5 separate regions of the Mus musculus genome follow, and regions 1, 3, 4 and 5 are each linked to region 2. Evidence: chromatin contacts called from public Hi-C, HiChIP or PLAC-seq and promoter capture Hi-C data. All regions are on one chromosome and are shown on one strand. Each heading gives the region's core, a stretch centred on a gene start, on an enhancer-like site or on the middle of the called end of the contact. The rest is flanking DNA. Distances are from core to core; before and after follow the strand shown.

The links. Promoter capture Hi-C pulls out the DNA fragments that hold promoters and counts their contacts. A called contact is a pair of places that touch in the nucleus more often than the background predicts. HiChIP or PLAC-seq counts read pairs in DNA pulled down with a chosen protein or histone mark.
Region 1: an H3K4me3 HiChIP or PLAC-seq map of the SCID.adh cell line shows a contact between it and region 2, with 11 times the contacts expected there. The contact joins the enhancer-like site here to the promoter of Ube2e2 in region 2. A contact is called at or near these places in 7 of 39 promoter capture datasets (the 3T3-L1 cell line, 3T3-L1-derived adipocytes, embryonic stem cells and 3 more), 5 of 484 Hi-C or Micro-C datasets (Th1 cells, cortical glia, group 2 innate lymphoid cells and 2 more), 6 of 115 datasets of contacts at active chromatin or transcription factors (the SCID.adh cell line, astrocytes, embryonic stem cells and 1 more) and 2 of 9 other capture datasets (adipose tissue and liver).
Region 3: a promoter capture Hi-C map of hippocampal neurons shows a contact between it and region 2, with 2.2 times the contacts expected there. The contact joins the enhancer-like site here to the promoter of Ube2e2 in region 2. A contact is called at or near these places in 4 of 39 promoter capture datasets (the 3T3-L1 cell line, hippocampal neurons, liver and 1 more), 1 of 484 Hi-C or Micro-C datasets (cerebral cortex), 2 of 115 datasets of contacts at active chromatin or transcription factors (embryonic stem cells and stem cell-derived neural progenitor cells) and 1 of 9 other capture datasets (pancreatic islet).
Region 4: a Hi-C map of liver shows a contact between it and region 2, with 2.2 times the contacts expected there. The contact joins the enhancer-like site here to the promoter of Ube2e2 in region 2. A contact is called at or near these places in 1 of 39 promoter capture datasets (liver), 3 of 484 Hi-C or Micro-C datasets (all in liver), 1 of 115 datasets of contacts at active chromatin or transcription factors (stem cell-derived neural progenitor cells) and 3 of 9 other capture datasets (adipose tissue, liver and pancreatic islet).
Region 5: a contact with region 2 is called in a Hi-C map of myocytes, with 4 times the contacts expected there. The contact joins the enhancer-like site here to the promoter of Ube2e2 in region 2. A contact is called at or near these places in 2 of 39 promoter capture datasets (the 3T3-L1 cell line and liver), 6 of 484 Hi-C or Micro-C datasets (adipose-derived mesenchymal stem cells, cortical neurons, myocytes and 3 more), 6 of 115 datasets of contacts at active chromatin or transcription factors (astrocytes, embryonic forebrain, embryonic stem cells and 3 more) and 2 of 9 other capture datasets (adipose tissue and liver).

Annotation. Positions count from the first base shown.
Region 1 is chr14:18,819,507-18,822,206 of GRCm38.p6, forward strand. The region is part of intron 3 of Ube2e2 (ubiquitin-conjugating enzyme E2E 2); the gene reads right to left. Among named protein-coding and RNA genes, the nearest start is that of Gm22499, 6.7 kb to the left of the region's middle. Within about 2 kb of position 1,340, at least 29 of the 459 cell types and tissues checked have an H3K27ac peak or open chromatin away from gene starts, as enhancers often do. A contact at or near this core is called in the SCID.adh cell line and cortical glia, where this site is marked.
Region 2 is chr14:18,892,478-18,895,274 of GRCm38.p6, forward strand. It overlaps Ube2e2 (ubiquitin-conjugating enzyme E2E 2), which reads right to left and starts at 1,294. Exons shown (of 6, transcript NM_144839.2): 1 at 1,108-1,294.
Region 3 is chr14:18,982,473-18,985,576 of GRCm38.p6, forward strand. No RefSeq gene overlaps it. Among named protein-coding and RNA genes, the nearest start is that of Gm41099, 58 kb to the right of the region's middle. Within about 2 kb of position 1,584, at least 11 of the 459 cell types and tissues checked have an H3K27ac peak or open chromatin away from gene starts, as enhancers often do. A contact at or near this core is called in hippocampal neurons, where this site is marked.
Region 4 is chr14:18,962,018-18,965,043 of GRCm38.p6, forward strand. No RefSeq gene overlaps it. Among named protein-coding and RNA genes, the nearest start is that of Ube2e2, 70 kb to the left of the region's middle. Within about 2 kb of position 1,439, at least 5 of the 459 cell types and tissues checked have an H3K27ac peak or open chromatin away from gene starts, as enhancers often do. A contact at or near this core is called in liver, where this site is marked.
Region 5 is chr14:18,777,882-18,780,808 of GRCm38.p6, forward strand. The region is part of intron 3 of Ube2e2 (ubiquitin-conjugating enzyme E2E 2); the gene reads right to left. Among named protein-coding and RNA genes, the nearest start is that of Gm22499, 35 kb to the right of the region's middle. Within about 2 kb of position 1,285, at least 28 of the 459 cell types and tissues checked have an H3K27ac peak or open chromatin away from gene starts, as enhancers often do. A contact at or near this core is called in myocytes, where this site is marked.

The DNA.
Region 1 (2,700 bases), core at 90-2,589, 73 kb before region 2:
TGCATGGCTTCTTCTTGTGTTGTCATGTTTCTTGGGTCCCTAGAAAAGAGACAATTCCAGATTCCAAAAGACTCATTAACTGACATTTCTTCCCACTACCCTTACCCATCTCCGTCATTACTGGTCTTAGAGCCTGTGACCCCTCTCCCATCTCACTGAAAGATTTCCTCTCCAGTTTATGATTTGCCCTGAAGTATTCTGTCCTACCTTCTTTCAACACATACCTCATGCGCCATATGTACTTCAACTTAACCTAAATTGGTTAATATCACTGGGCAGTGATCCTACACAAGAGAATGACTAATGATTTCAAGCCTGGGTATCTAGTGAGGACCAGGCCAACAAAGGTTACAGAGACTTTTAAAAGGGTTTGGGTTTTTTGGGGGTCTGGGGTGACAACTCAGCTACTAAAGATGGTTGCTGACAAGACCAATGACATGAGTTCGATTTGCTAATCCCATATAATGTAAGTTGTCCTCTAATTTCCACACGGATGGTATATCATACACTGCATGTCCATGCACATACACATGCACACACACACAATGAATTATTATAAAAACATAACATTTCTAAAAGTCACCCTCTGAGTTTGTGTTCTTGTTTTATTCTTTTTTACTAACCATTTTACTTATAAGAGAAGAGGCATTCTGCATCTCTCAACAGTCTACTGCAATGCGCTTCACATACGAAGCATTCAGTGTACATACTTTAAAGATTCCCTGTTAAAGGATAATATCTAAAAAATAGCATCTAGCCATTATTGGAATCTTATTAGTCTCTTCACAAACTAAACACAAAAGGTAAGAGATACCACTGACAAGACAACCTTCAGATCTGTTTCTCTTCCACTACTGCCACATAAAGCCTCGCTGTGGCACATAAAGCCTCTGCTGCCACTTAAAGCCTCGCTGTGCGGTGCCTCCTCCAGACAAGGCACCATGTGCTTCGGGGAAGCCTGTTCAGACCAGGATGTGCCTCAAAATTCACAAAGAAAATAGTCAAAAGCTTCAGAAAGTCCCTAAAACTTATCAGAAGCTTACCAAAGCTTATATAAGCAGTTAGGACTGCTGTTGAGAGACACTTTCAGACTTACCAAACCATCTAAAAGCGGCAGAAACCAACAATGCTTCCTGGAAGAGACATTCTCCAGCCTGTCAGGCTACCTGCAAACTATGTACTGCCTCTCAGGTTTGCAGCTTCCATAACCCATCACCCATGCTTCGGGGAGCGGGTGTAGTAATGATGCAACTCTCTTTGAGTCATTTCTGCTCCTGTGGGTAACCCCACTAAAACTCACTGGCTCACCACGATGTACTTAGCGGTATGTTACTTTGAGCCATCATCAGATTCTTATCTGGGGTAAGTAAACGTTTGTTCATTTTCCCTGGAATGGTGTCACACAGCAAGCACATGGTTTTACAAAAAGCTGTTTTTGTTGGCAAGCTGCATTTTCACACTGTCATTAAGTCACACAAACCCCCTTTCACAATGGTCAGCAGTGTGGAAGAAGGGAGGATGTGTGGTACTTGTTTTGCTAAGTCACAGGCCTCAGATCACTGTCACGTGTATTGTGTGTTGTAAAAAACAAAGCTCAGAGTGTCACTTACACAGCTGTGCAAGCCATACATCCAGCCGCTGCTGCTGTGACAGCATGGTACTGGTTTTGTCAATCACACACTTCACAGTAGGAAAAAATATATGTAATTACAGTTTATAAATTTAAATATCCCAAATATCATCCAAAGAAGAATAGTTCTATTCTTCTTTTCCAGCCTACTTTTTATGTTGTGTGGCTGTGCACATGTGTGCTCATGTGTGTAGGTAGAAGCAGAGGTAACCCCGGGTGTCCTCCTCTACTTTTCTCCATCATATACCAGGGGCCTTATTTCTGAGACAAGGCTACTTACTGAATGGGATAGTTGCTATTTAAGCTAGGCTGGCTGGATCCTCCTGTCTCTGTCTCCTAACACGGGAATTAGAAGCTACCATGCCCAGCTTTTATGTGGTTACCAGATCTGAACTCAGGTCCTTACTTTTATGTGGCAAATGTTCTTACCTATTGAGCCATCTTTCTAGGTCCACTTATAATTTCTTGTTTCAAGGAAATGGTTAGAAAAAAAAAAAAGAAAAGAAAAAGGAAGGAAGAATACAACACAAACAAACAAACAAAAAGCACCAATGAAAACAAAACATAATACATGTGCTCCCTAGGCTGCAACACGTATGCAGAATACTTGTTAATCTAACCTATATCTCAGGGCCACAAAAACACTGTTAAGATGGCAACTGGATGGAGTTTAATCTTGAAGAGGACTGGAACATGGAGCCATGGTTGAATGGGTATCCCTTCTCTGAAAGGCTAGGGCCAAAGACATCCAGATTTCAGATTTGAGAATATTTTAATATCCATAATGGATCATTTGAGGGTGAACACAAGATTCATTTACATGCTTTATGTGCCATTTGCACACAGTTGAAGGATACTTCCTACAGTGTCTTTGGGGTAGCTGTATCCTAAGGCATCAGTTGCAGGAAAAGCCGCTATGGGTTCTCTACAAATGGCTCTGGATTTTGAAGCCCTTCACATTTTCAGTTTTAAGATTAGTCACAGTAAGTTTGTCTTGCCTATTTTAAATAGATGAATAAGTCAAATAATTGCAGTAATTCTACCATGCATTTTGGGAGAGTTACAGCTCC
Region 2 (2,797 bases), core at 44-2,543:
ATTTATTTGGAAAATAAAAGTGGAGCACCTGATTGAGGGAAGTGCTGTGCCCTAGAGGAAAGAGCTCAAGGTATGACATATGAAAACACTCCATCTTCACCATCACCCACAAACAAGACTGCCAAGCGCCCAGGAGCATCCTGACTGCCTGAAGAAAGACAAATATTTAGATTCCCAAGATTGCATTTCTAGAGCATGCTTTTCAAAATCCAAGGATTTAAAACTAAGATGAGCTTTAAAAAAATCTTAAAAACAGTAAGGTAATCAGAGGTAAGTCCTAGCACATTCTTTTGTACTTTAAAATGGAAATACTCAAGTAGACCCTCAAAATTACAAAATACAAGGTTAGAGGATAAGAATCTTGCAAATCAGCAAATAAGTCCAAGAGCTGCCACCAAGCCCAGGGTGATGATGTCTCTCTAATGCGGCCTTAATTTCCTTTAGGGAAGATGGATGGGGCATTTCTGGTTAGTTGTGGAAAAAGAGACACAAGAAGCCAGGCTTTATGTTCATTAGAATTGGAAAAGGGCAAATGGATCAAAACATTAGTAGCGAAGAGGGGGTGGGTGGGGGTGGGAGGACAAGGGTAATCCAGTTTCCAATCAGGCCAGTGGGTGCTGCAGAGAAGCCAGAGGAAAACTGGCTTCGGAGCCAAACTGTGCCAAGCATCGGGCATTACAAAAGACCAGTGTGACAACCCACACCCCGGGGCATCACGCACACACCCAGCGGGTACTCCCTCACCCTCACCTCCTGTAGCAATTATGCAATTTGGGAAGAGCTCCGGACAGCCGGGCACTTTGCGCCGCGACATCCATCCTGGACTTTGCGGAGACTTAGTTCCTGGCTGCGGTGGGCTCGGGAGGGGAGGGGAGAGGTCCTCGTGGGCGAAGGACGGCCACACTCTGCGGGACGGGGGAGGGGCGCGCGGGCCCCAGCGGACACGCGCAGGGTCAGGGAGGCCTGCGGGGCCGCGGGCGCGCACCCGAGCCGAGGCCGCGGCGGGGGCGGGGATCTCGCCGGGCTGGCCCTCGCCGCGTGGGGTCCCCGCGCGCCCCACGCCGCGGCTCTGGCCGCGGCCACGCCCGCCCGCCCTCACCTACTCACCTCGCGGCGTCGCCCGCGCTCCAGCCGCGGCTCCGACGCCGAGTCCGGGAGTGAAACCGCCGCCTCCGCGAGCCGCCGCCGCCGCCACCGCCGCCGCCGCCCGCCGTCCGCGCGCGCCCCCTCCCAAGCGCGCGCTCGCCCTGCCTGCCCTGAGAGCCCGCGACAGCGCGAGCCCCACGTCGGCCTCGCGGTGTCGCGCCCGCGAGCCCGCGACGCGATTTAGCCCCGCCCCCGCCGGCGCGTGCCCGCTCGAGGACCTGTGAGGTGCGCGCGCAAAAGTAAAGTGACAGCTGAGTCCTGGGCTGGGCGGGCCGGAGCAAAGGCGGGTTAGGGCGAAGGGAAAGGGAGGAGGGAAATCGAGGCTCAACGGCGGCGGGAAGGGAGGGACGAGAGGACCTTGAGGAGCGCACGAATTAAAGGGACACGCGGGCTAAGGGGTGGGGTTGCGCTTCAATAAGGTGCAGTGCGGCGGACTGGGATGAGGGGTAGGGAGAACACACACACACACACACACACACACACACACACACACACACCTGCACCACCAGCTCGTGCTCGCGCAGGACCCACCTGCACCGCTGTTGGAAAACTTCGCGTGGGCCCGGGTGAAGCCACATTTTACCCCTTAACTGCTGCAGGGAAGGTCCTGCGGTGCCTAGTCCTGTCCAGGGCTGCTAGCTGTCACTCTGGGAGGCTGGGGAGGGCGGGGCGGGACGAAGGGGGCAGCACTATCAGAGCAAGTGGGAGGCTGCCACTGTGCCTGAAAGACACAGGTGGGATAGTAGCCATGCTGTGGGTGGCCTGAGGAATATAAGGTTGCCCTGTCATTGTAGCCCAAAATAGCTACTTAAAACAAAACAAAACAAAACAAAACAAAAACCTGCACATGCTTTGTTAACTCAGCGCCCATGAACTCACTTCACCACCACCACCACCACCACCACCACCACCACCACCACCACCACCACCACCACCCACACACACACACACACAACACCTCCAGCCTATCATAACCGCTGAGATCTAGGACTACTCTTAACTTCTGTGAGGATTCTTGGGAGTGGCTGAGCCCATGCACTAGTCCTGCTCAGCAGAGAGGGCTAAAGACAGACCTCCATTTCAAGTATGGTCCAAATCACTTGAACAGTGCTAGCCAATACATAGGAAACCATGGGAAACCCAACCTACCAGATGCCATAGGCCACCATGGGAATGTGAAGTTCTGAGTCAATCAAGCAGCCTAAACAACTAGTGCAAAAAGACCCCAGAGACTAGAGCAATACAAGACTCATAACCTGTATCTGGAACAGAAAATGCTTCCACGAGATACATTCAAGAACTGGCTTTTAACCAATTACATCACTGAAAACTGCCCAAAGCAGCTAGTAATGTCTAGCCTGGAACTGACTACTGAGAAAAAAAAAATGACAGCACCTTTGTCCTTACGAATGTCAGCTCAAGAATGTATGAGAGGAAGAGTTAGAAATGAGTGAAACCTGGTTTTCTGGTTTGTGTGGCCACTTAAATCTGTCTCATGGTGTGTGTATTTCCGACATAGTACAGTGTATTAGTAGAAATGCATCATATTTAGAATATGATCAAATACAGTATTTCATAGACAGTCTTAACCTCATGAACTCTTTGCCTATTCCCATTCTTCTGATTATGTTTCAAGAATACAGAAGTAGCA
Region 3 (3,104 bases), core at 334-2,833, 90 kb after region 2:
TTTGAACACTTTTCAAATGCTACTTAGAATTGTTCTAGAAATTTAATCATAGACTATTTGTTATCTGCTACAGAGTGATGTCTGGGATGAGCTTGTGTTCCTTTTAGCTGTCTATCTAGATCTTTGGGCTGTTCAGAGAAAGAATCTTAGGTACTTTTCTATGACTGGGATTAAATACTATGACCATGACAACTTAGAAAAGGAAAGGCTTATTTGGTCTCAATCTCCAAAGGGTTGGGATCCTTGATGGTGGGGACACCATGTAGCAGGCAGTAGTTAAGACAACAGGATCTGGGACCTGACATCTTGAACTGCAAGTACAAAGCTGAAAGGGGGAGGGAGAGAGGAGGAAAGAGGGAGAGATAGAAAAAGAGAGACAAGCCTTTTTAATATATGCTTGGTGAATTCTTAAATTAAACTGAGTCTTGATTTTGAATGAATATATAACAATTACTATATTAATGTATAAAGAAAAGTACAGATTGGAAACAAGATTTCTTCTAGTAAAGTAGGTCAAGAAACCTTTTCTGTAAAGGGTCAGATGGCAGTTGTACATTCCTGGTCATACTATTCCTGTCACAAGCCCTCAACTCTATCATATACAATCTACAGATTGGGAAGCCTCATGAAAACTGATGGCATAGCCCCAGGCTGCGTCTAACTGGCCTGTCATCTAGACATGCAAGATTTTGCTGTACACAAAGTAAGTTGTAAGTGAAGGATGCCAGCATTAGTAATTCATTTGGCTTTTATTTTGGTATCTTTTGACTTTGTTTATGGATTCAGGGTGTTTCTACTACATACTGTTATTTACTGTCAGTGAAGGCCATTTCCTTTTTGTCAAGGAGTGCACAGGTTGTGAGAGGCAATCTGTTTTTGTTTGTGCTCCATTCTTCAGAGCTGAACACAGCACCCAGGATTAATAAATGCCAACTAATAGTCATTTCTCAGTTCTCTGACCTTCCCTTTACAGTGCCTCCTGCAGTGCTCACAGAGGCATTAACCTGTAGTGTTGGTCATGTGTCCTCAGCAACACCTAGCTGGTTAAGTCACACTTGGGGAGAGTTAACTACAGGCTGTAAGTATTCTTGACAGGTTGTTCTTGCATGGGTTTGGCTTCTCTTGTACAAAGAGTAAAAATCTTGTCACAGCTAGTAAGAAAGAAGTACAAGTGAAAGCACTGAGTGCCATAACTCACCAAAGGCCCTTTCCTAAAATTCAGCGTTCTGAGTAAGACTCAGTGAGAAGGAAGAGCCTGAGTAGAGATGATGGCACTGTGTGGTAGTAGATGAAGAGATGGTACAACCTTTGTGGGTCAGGTGGGCTGTCTTCCCATACATATAAAATTCATGGCCATATATAAGCATGTCCGGTTTGTAACTTCATTTAGACATATCCAAGATAGCCATCCTTTTTAAGGAAAAAAAATGTTCCAAGACAAGCTCGCTCGCTCTCTCTCTCTCTCTCTCTCTCTCTCTCTCTCTCTCTCCATGAACCTAATTTTTCCCCTACTGCTCTAAGTACAATGGATATAAAACTGCCTCCTTCTGTTCCTTCCAGATTTTGCTTTAACTGGATGAGTGCCTGAAGCAGCAGGAGATGCTGTTCCATAAAGCAGAATATTTTATAAGTACTGGCAGGGAACATTGATTACTTCATTCCTCAAACAGCACCCAGAGCCTGCTGTGGAGGTACAGAAAGATGGAGCTGTGGAAATGCACTGAAGAGATGTCCTGGGCTGCCCTGTGTCATAACTGGTTGATCAGGGATCGACAGGCTGTGGTAAACAAGTGACCACTTAAGTGTTATACCTGCCAATAAGGCCCACCTGGGGCTGCTGCAGAGCATTGTGGGTGTTACATACAGACAGAGTGCCTGTAAGGTAGATCAGAAGATAAAGGCATTAAATCTGTGACCTGAGTTAGATCACCAAAACCTCCACAGTATGATAAAAACAATTCCCTCAGTTTGTCCTCTGACCACCACACATGTGTGTGTAAACATATGTGCATCCCCAATAAATAATATATAGTATTATTAACATATTACATAGTAAACATAAAACGTTAATAATAAAGATTAACCATGTCACTTGCTCTTTTAAAAATTTCAAGAGAGTAGCTTGAACCACTTGAGCAATGAGTAAGATGGCAAAGCAATGAGTGAGATAGTTCCTTAGTTTGGAACAATTAGAACATAAATCAATACCAGGTAAAATATTATGTGTGTATGCCATACAGAATAAGTTAATATTAAAAGTTTGCCCATTTTAAATCCAAGCCATTTTGTAACTGAAGGATAGACATGTTATAGATCTAGTTAGGTAATAGGATGTTGTGCTTTGAAGCATTCAGTAACCGTTTTCATTTGCAGGTTTGCTTTTATATTTTTATTAGGGCTCAAATATCTAAAAGGTTTTTGCTAAGCCTGAAATACTAAATGAACACTTTGTTTGAGAAGTCTCCTTCCAGTTGAGAATGGGACAGTGAAACTGGGGCTCTTCACATTTGCAGGTGAAACTCACCTCCTCTGTCTACAATAGGATTTCAAATTCACCAAGAAACAACTTTTGCTTACCCAAGAACTAAACCTTTGTATCATACAACTCTTGAGAAATCTCAAATAACAAAGGGCATGAAGGCAATACTTCAGATGTCAGTAAAATTATGCTGGCAGCTTTTAAAAGTGGGAAGATGAAAGCAGGAACAAGGGACACCTTGTTCAGTGTTGGTAGTCAGTTCAGAGAGCTGGAGACACCAAAATCCAGGCTTTCTTGGGCTGCTATCTCTATGTGTGTTATGTCAAATATACCATATTCAGTGATTTCATTAATAGTCACCGCACAGCTACGAGGCAAGATATCTGAAGGATGTGGCCAGGGACTTCAAACACGTAACCAAGGGCTCTTTTGTCTGGGGAAGCTGACATTCTAAAAGGGAAGTTTGTGGGTGTGTATATAAATTTATAACTGTAGATTTATAACATCAGTATATGAGTTGGACAATTTAATGCCCAAAATTGAATTGAATTCAAGCCATGTGAGACAGATCTCCCCTTGTTTATCAAATAGCTCTTACTTATGGCTCTTTTTTTTTTTTTTTTTT
Region 4 (3,026 bases), core at 189-2,688, 70 kb after region 2:
TGCATTTGAAATGTAAACAAATAAAATATCCAATTAAAAAAAAGATTGCTTTTATTTGAGATAAGGTCTACATTTATGCTCTGGTCAGTTTTTATTGACCAGTGTATAAAATATAAAGTCACCTGGGAAGAGGGCATTTTATTTGAAGAATTGCCTCCATCAAATGTTTGAGAGATTATCTTGATTGCTAATTGGTATAGGTGGGCCCCATGGGCAGCACCATCCATAGATCTTGGGTCTGGGCTGTGTAAGAAAACTAGCTGAGCTTGAGTCAACAAGCTAGCACACTGTGCCCCTTAATGCTGTCAGTTTTAGGTTCCTTCTATGACTTCCTTCAGTGATATGGTGTAAATGTTTAAAGAGAACCCATTCATTTGTGGCTTTTCTCTCACTATGCAGTGGCCCCATAGCCTCTGGCAGACTCAAAACTCTTCTGCATGCATCAGTGACAACAGGAAGATCAGCCTTGAAATTATGGAACACCACAGAGTCATAGACTATGTACTGGGGAGAACGCAGAATTTCAGTCTTTCTGCTTTTGGTGGTGAATAAATGATCCTAGGAGGCTTGGAAATGTGTCCAAGGCCACTCTACTTGTCCTGTGTTCTGGGACATATGGCAGAATCTAAGTACAGTATAAGAGAGATTATGGTCACAATGTAGGGTGGGGGCAAAGGGAGCTACAGTTGTGTCTCCATTGATATTCATAGGTTATTATAACATCATCCAGGATTCCAGATACTTTTCTCAAACCTGTAGCAGTAAATCTTGAATGGCTACTCTATGTCCCTGGTGAGTGTGCACCCACCCAATTGTTCTAAATCTGTCTTAACTAGCTCAATGGCTGGGCACTTCCAAACCTCCCTGCAGCTAGCACACACTCCCCCTCCAGGATTCCTGAATTAACACGTTCTAAATCTGTATTTTATCTTTACTGCCCTGTCTCTTTCTGGACAGCCCTTCCACAGGCCCACTTTCCCTTTGTACGTACATTGCTGGATGATTTCTCTCCTGCAGCTCTTAATTTGATCTCTCTGCTTCTGAGCCATGACAAATCTTCCCTTTTCCCTCTGTGTTTCTTTCAGGGAATCCTAAAAGTTCTGCCTTTGTCCTCATGCCCTGCCATTGGCTTCTGGCTCTTTATTGATCAATCAGAAACCAATTGGGGACAGGGTCCCTCAACATCTGGACATGTAGATTCTAGAGTGATTTTGAGAGCCAAATTAAGACAAAGCATTAGAATCAATTCCCAACACAAACCTTTAAATGTTCTCTGACAATCCCTTGGGGCTTTGATTATAGCACCTAGAAACAGAACCCAGAACTTTGCCCCAATTAAACACATAAATAAACAGCACAGTTCTAAGGCTGACCGATCGCTCTAATCTTGTTCCAGGGTCTGGATTCTTTCCTTCTCCAGACTTATGTAAACACAGGTTTGGCCTAGTTGGTATAGACAAAGCAGGTGGAAAAGCACCTTTCACCCTGCTGGTGGACAACCTGTACTCTGTTGTCAATAAAGGGCAATAGGCCAGGCCTTAACAGCAGGAGGCTGAATTAGAAAACTCTTTGCCTAGAGTCCTCAGGTTTATTCTAGTGTAGAATTGTCATTCTAGTTTGGTAGGTGCTCACACTGAGGTGAAGCCCCAGGTGGGGATGTAGTCTTCCAGCAGTGGCTTTGTAATATTCAAAATGAGTTCAAGACCACCCGGTACCTTCCCCCTTCGAAGAGGACTTTCCAAACTGTCCTAGCAGGCCAAGTGCAGAGCCAGACAACTGGCTGACTAAACAAATGTAAAAACATAGTTTTAGCGGTCAAAATGACTAAGCTTGCAACTGCCAAAATAATATTAGCTGTTCTCAGAGAAAAAACTGTAACAAGATAGCAGCTCCCAGAGAAATCCCCCTACCCTGCCCCACACTAAATTCTGAGAAAGACTGCAGATCCCCTGACCTTGCTAGAATTCCCTGTGATGTTAATAGCTAAAAGCTGACCAAATCATAATAATCTACTATGAGGGCAGGCAAAGTGTGGAACTAGGCCAAAGGGTTACTTAGTCACTATACAAACCAACCAATGCCTGAAAGGGCTACACCAATGAGAACCCTGTTGCTCAAATCTGCCTCTTGCAAAGGTATAAAAAGTGTGATCTTTCTTTGTTCTGGGTCTCTCTTCTGGTCTGCTTGCTGAGAGGGGAGTCCCCAACATGTTGGATCAATAAAAATCCTCATGCGGTTTGTAACAATGGCAGTTTCTATGGTCTTTGCGAGTGAGGGTCTTTTGATGAATTCCAACAGCTTCCTGACAGCACATGTAAGGATATGTTTTCCATCCCAAAGTTGACCAACTCCAGCACTGATACCTGGAGCTGTGCTGACTCCTCCTTTGTTATTCTTGGTCTGCAGGGTGAGTTTCCAACTGCAGCAGCCAACCTTCTACCTGACCCTTCCCTCACTAGGAATAAATGAAGGCTTCATGGCTCAATCCAGTCCCTCTACTTGTCCAAGAACAAGCAGATATGGTCTGGGAGAGTAGGACAGAATCTGTCTTTCTAGTCCTGAATCATGAGCCCCTCTTTGGTCTTTTCTACTGGTGATCTGGGGCCACATTCTCTCCCTTCAAGGGTCCTCCAGCTGTCAGACTATAACTTCATGTGATGGCTGGTTTTTATATCAACTTGACATAAGCTAGAGTAATTTGGGAGTAGGGAGCCTCAGTTGAGAAAATGTCTCCAGAAGACCAGGCTGTGGACAAGCTTGTTGGGCATTTTCTGAATTAGTTACTGATGGGGTGGTAGCCCTCTGTTTGTGGTACCACTCCAGGGATGGTGGTCATTGGTTCTATAAGAAAGCAGAATGTGAGCAAGCCAGTAAGAAGTACTGTTCCATGGACTATGTACCAGCTCCTGCCTCCAGGTTTCTGCCCTGTTTGAGCTCTGTCTTGATTTCCTTTGATGATGAACAGCAATGTAGAAGTGAAAACCAAATAAATCCTTTCTTCCCCAACTTATTTTTGGTCACAGTAT
Region 5 (2,927 bases), core at 35-2,534, 110 kb before region 2:
AACAGAGCTAGAAAAGCTCAGGGCCAGTCTACATAGTAATTACTTAGGACAATAGCTGAGCCACAACCAAACACGGGAATACACAATGGCCTAGGAAATAGGTGGGTTGTAGTATGAAAGGGTTAGTAGAACAGAGTTCTCAGGTGGGGCTTTTTCACTAGGCCCAGAGGAATAGCATAATCAGGTATTTACTAAAGGACCCCTGGTGGTGGGTTTAACAATAGACTAGCATTGTATCAGAGCATTCACCTGGCTCCTGTGTTTAGCTGATCTTAATTAAGGGTTGTTCCTATTCTCAGTTGTAAACATGGCCTGGCTCCCACCATCTTTTTATGTATGCATTTTCTTTGTTTTGTGTTAAGAACCAGTGTACCTTGACGGATGTATTCACCTAGCCTTCTTGTTTTTCTTCTGTATTAAAAGCCTGGTGTTTGCTTGGAGAAAATACATCCAGATACAGCCACTCCCTTGTGTTCTTATTTGTTTGTCATTTCTCTACAACTCCATGCCTGCCTGTAACAAGAACCCAGAAACTTTTTCCGTGGATTGAGAGAGGTCGACTGGGGCTGGTTTGCGGCAGTGGCATTTTCACTCCCATCCTCTTTGGGAAGTTGTCTCTTGTTTATTCATGAGTAATCCAGCTACTGTTAACTGTCTTATGAGTATGAAAATGATCAACAACTGGAATGTTATCAAACAATACACTTCAACTTTTGAGCAGCTTTTGAATATGATCTGAATGTAAATATCACGTTTCAATGTCTACTGACATCTTCTTTTTGTTAAGCTGTGAGGTTTGCTTTAGCCATCTGTTGAATGGGTGGTATTCAGTGGCCTCTGTAAACTTGTGAACAACTTCCAGACACTGTTACTTATGACAAGCACGATGTAGGGTCATGAACAGTTGCAGGTAATTTCACTACATTATGTATCACTCAGGTTGCTGTTCTTAAAACAAATGGAATGCTATAGAAGTTTCCTGGGCCTTGTTGTTTTCTCTTATAATTAAGAAAATTGAGTGAAGTATGCTAGTTCTGGGCTCACGTCATGATGAAATATTTCAAGGGAAAAGAGGGCAAAGTTCAAAGAGCTCACTGCCACTGACAGTTGGGGAGCATATGCCCCCCAAACCATTTAAACATAGCTTGGAAACTCAGGTCTCAGGCCTCTATCTGGGGCTAGTTCCTACTTCCAATTAGGGCTGAACTCATAACCAGTAGAATGGCAGAGTGGGAGAGGGACAAGGGTGACCACCAGTGTCAGGCTTCATTTACCCGTAACTAAGTGTGTAGCTGCACTGACCACAGCTGACAAAGATATGGTGCACTGACCACAGATGACAAACATATGCATCATCAGGCATCAGTTTTTAAAAGCACTGAGTTGCAGAGCAGTTTTTACAAGGTGTTACAAGTTTTCTTTACAATTATCAAAATGATTTCAAGATTCAGGGAAATAATATATTCCCTGGGTAATTAGATAGTTTTGTTCAAATAGGATCATGATTTAATATCCCACAACTGCAGCACAAAACAAACAGTAACAGCCATGCCAAGATGTCAGGAAGCTAAAAGTTATTAAGTTCCAGAAATGCAGCACATTCTTTTGCCCAGTTTTCGGTCATAACCTTTGTTCTTCCTACTGTTATTTAGGCCTTGCTATTCTTTTTTTAAATAACCACAAAGACCACTGTCGTTTGTGATAACATGACTCTAATGTTCCCTCAATTACTTATCTTTCTTTATTCATCATCACTTATCTGAAATCACCCTTTCAGAAGTGGCAGGGCCTACACAGCAGAGTACACTGGATACACAGAGAAAACAGCAATCTCATCACCAGACAGATTGTTTCCATAGTACTCCCCATGTATTGAAGAATTAAAGATCATTATTTCTAATCAATACAAGGTACACACACACACACACACACACACACATATAAATGTATACATACAAACATATAGTTTTAAAAGTGGAAGAAAATTTCTGATCAACTCCATTTCTTTTATCTTATAAACCATTATTTACTTGTATGTGTTTATGTGTATTTGGGGAGGCCATATTGCCACAGTATGTGTATGAAGACCAGAGGACAATTTGTCAGAGTCAGTTCTTTTCATCAAGTCTGTATCAGGGATTAAATTCAGGTTGTCAGGCTTGGTAACAAGTGTTTTACTCACTGGGTCACCCTGTTTGCAGCTTTCCACTTGGGAGGCTACACAAGAGAACTGCCAGGGGTCTGACTCTAAACTTGGCTTTGATTTACTGTCAGAGTTCAAAGAAACACACTGCATGTCATGGTAGAAAGAGATAAATCATGAAAACAACAACAAAGCAAAGTGGCTACATTTGTGTCAGATAAAGTGTATTTAAAATAAAGAAAACTGCAAAAAGCAAACAGGGAACTTCATAATAACAGAAGGATCTCAGCCTTAGGGGAAGTAGCAGTATCTTACACCAGAATAGAGTAAAGAAAGATAAATCTAAAAGTGTCCTCAGAAATGCACAATAAGGGTGCACAGAAATTCAAGAAGGCAACTGAACAAGGAGCCACACAGCAGGATGTGACTTACAGGTTCACAATACTTAAAACATAATTATACTTTAAGAGCCAATAAAAGCAGACACCCAAACAGGCTGCATCCCCTATGTCATTAAAGAAACTTTCAAAAATTGAAATGAATTAAAATCATAGTATCTTTTCCATTTTAAAGGAATCAAAGTACAAATTGCAAGACCCCCAATGGGAAAGTCTTCAAACAATATATAATGAGTAACACATGTGCCAAAGATGGTACCGACTAAGTCAATGAAGGAAAATAAAGAGTTGAATAAAAATGAAGATGCACATGGTAAACTGTGTGGATGTGGCATAACTTCTGACCCATCACATGTGAGCTGCATGTGATGACTTCTGATCTTACA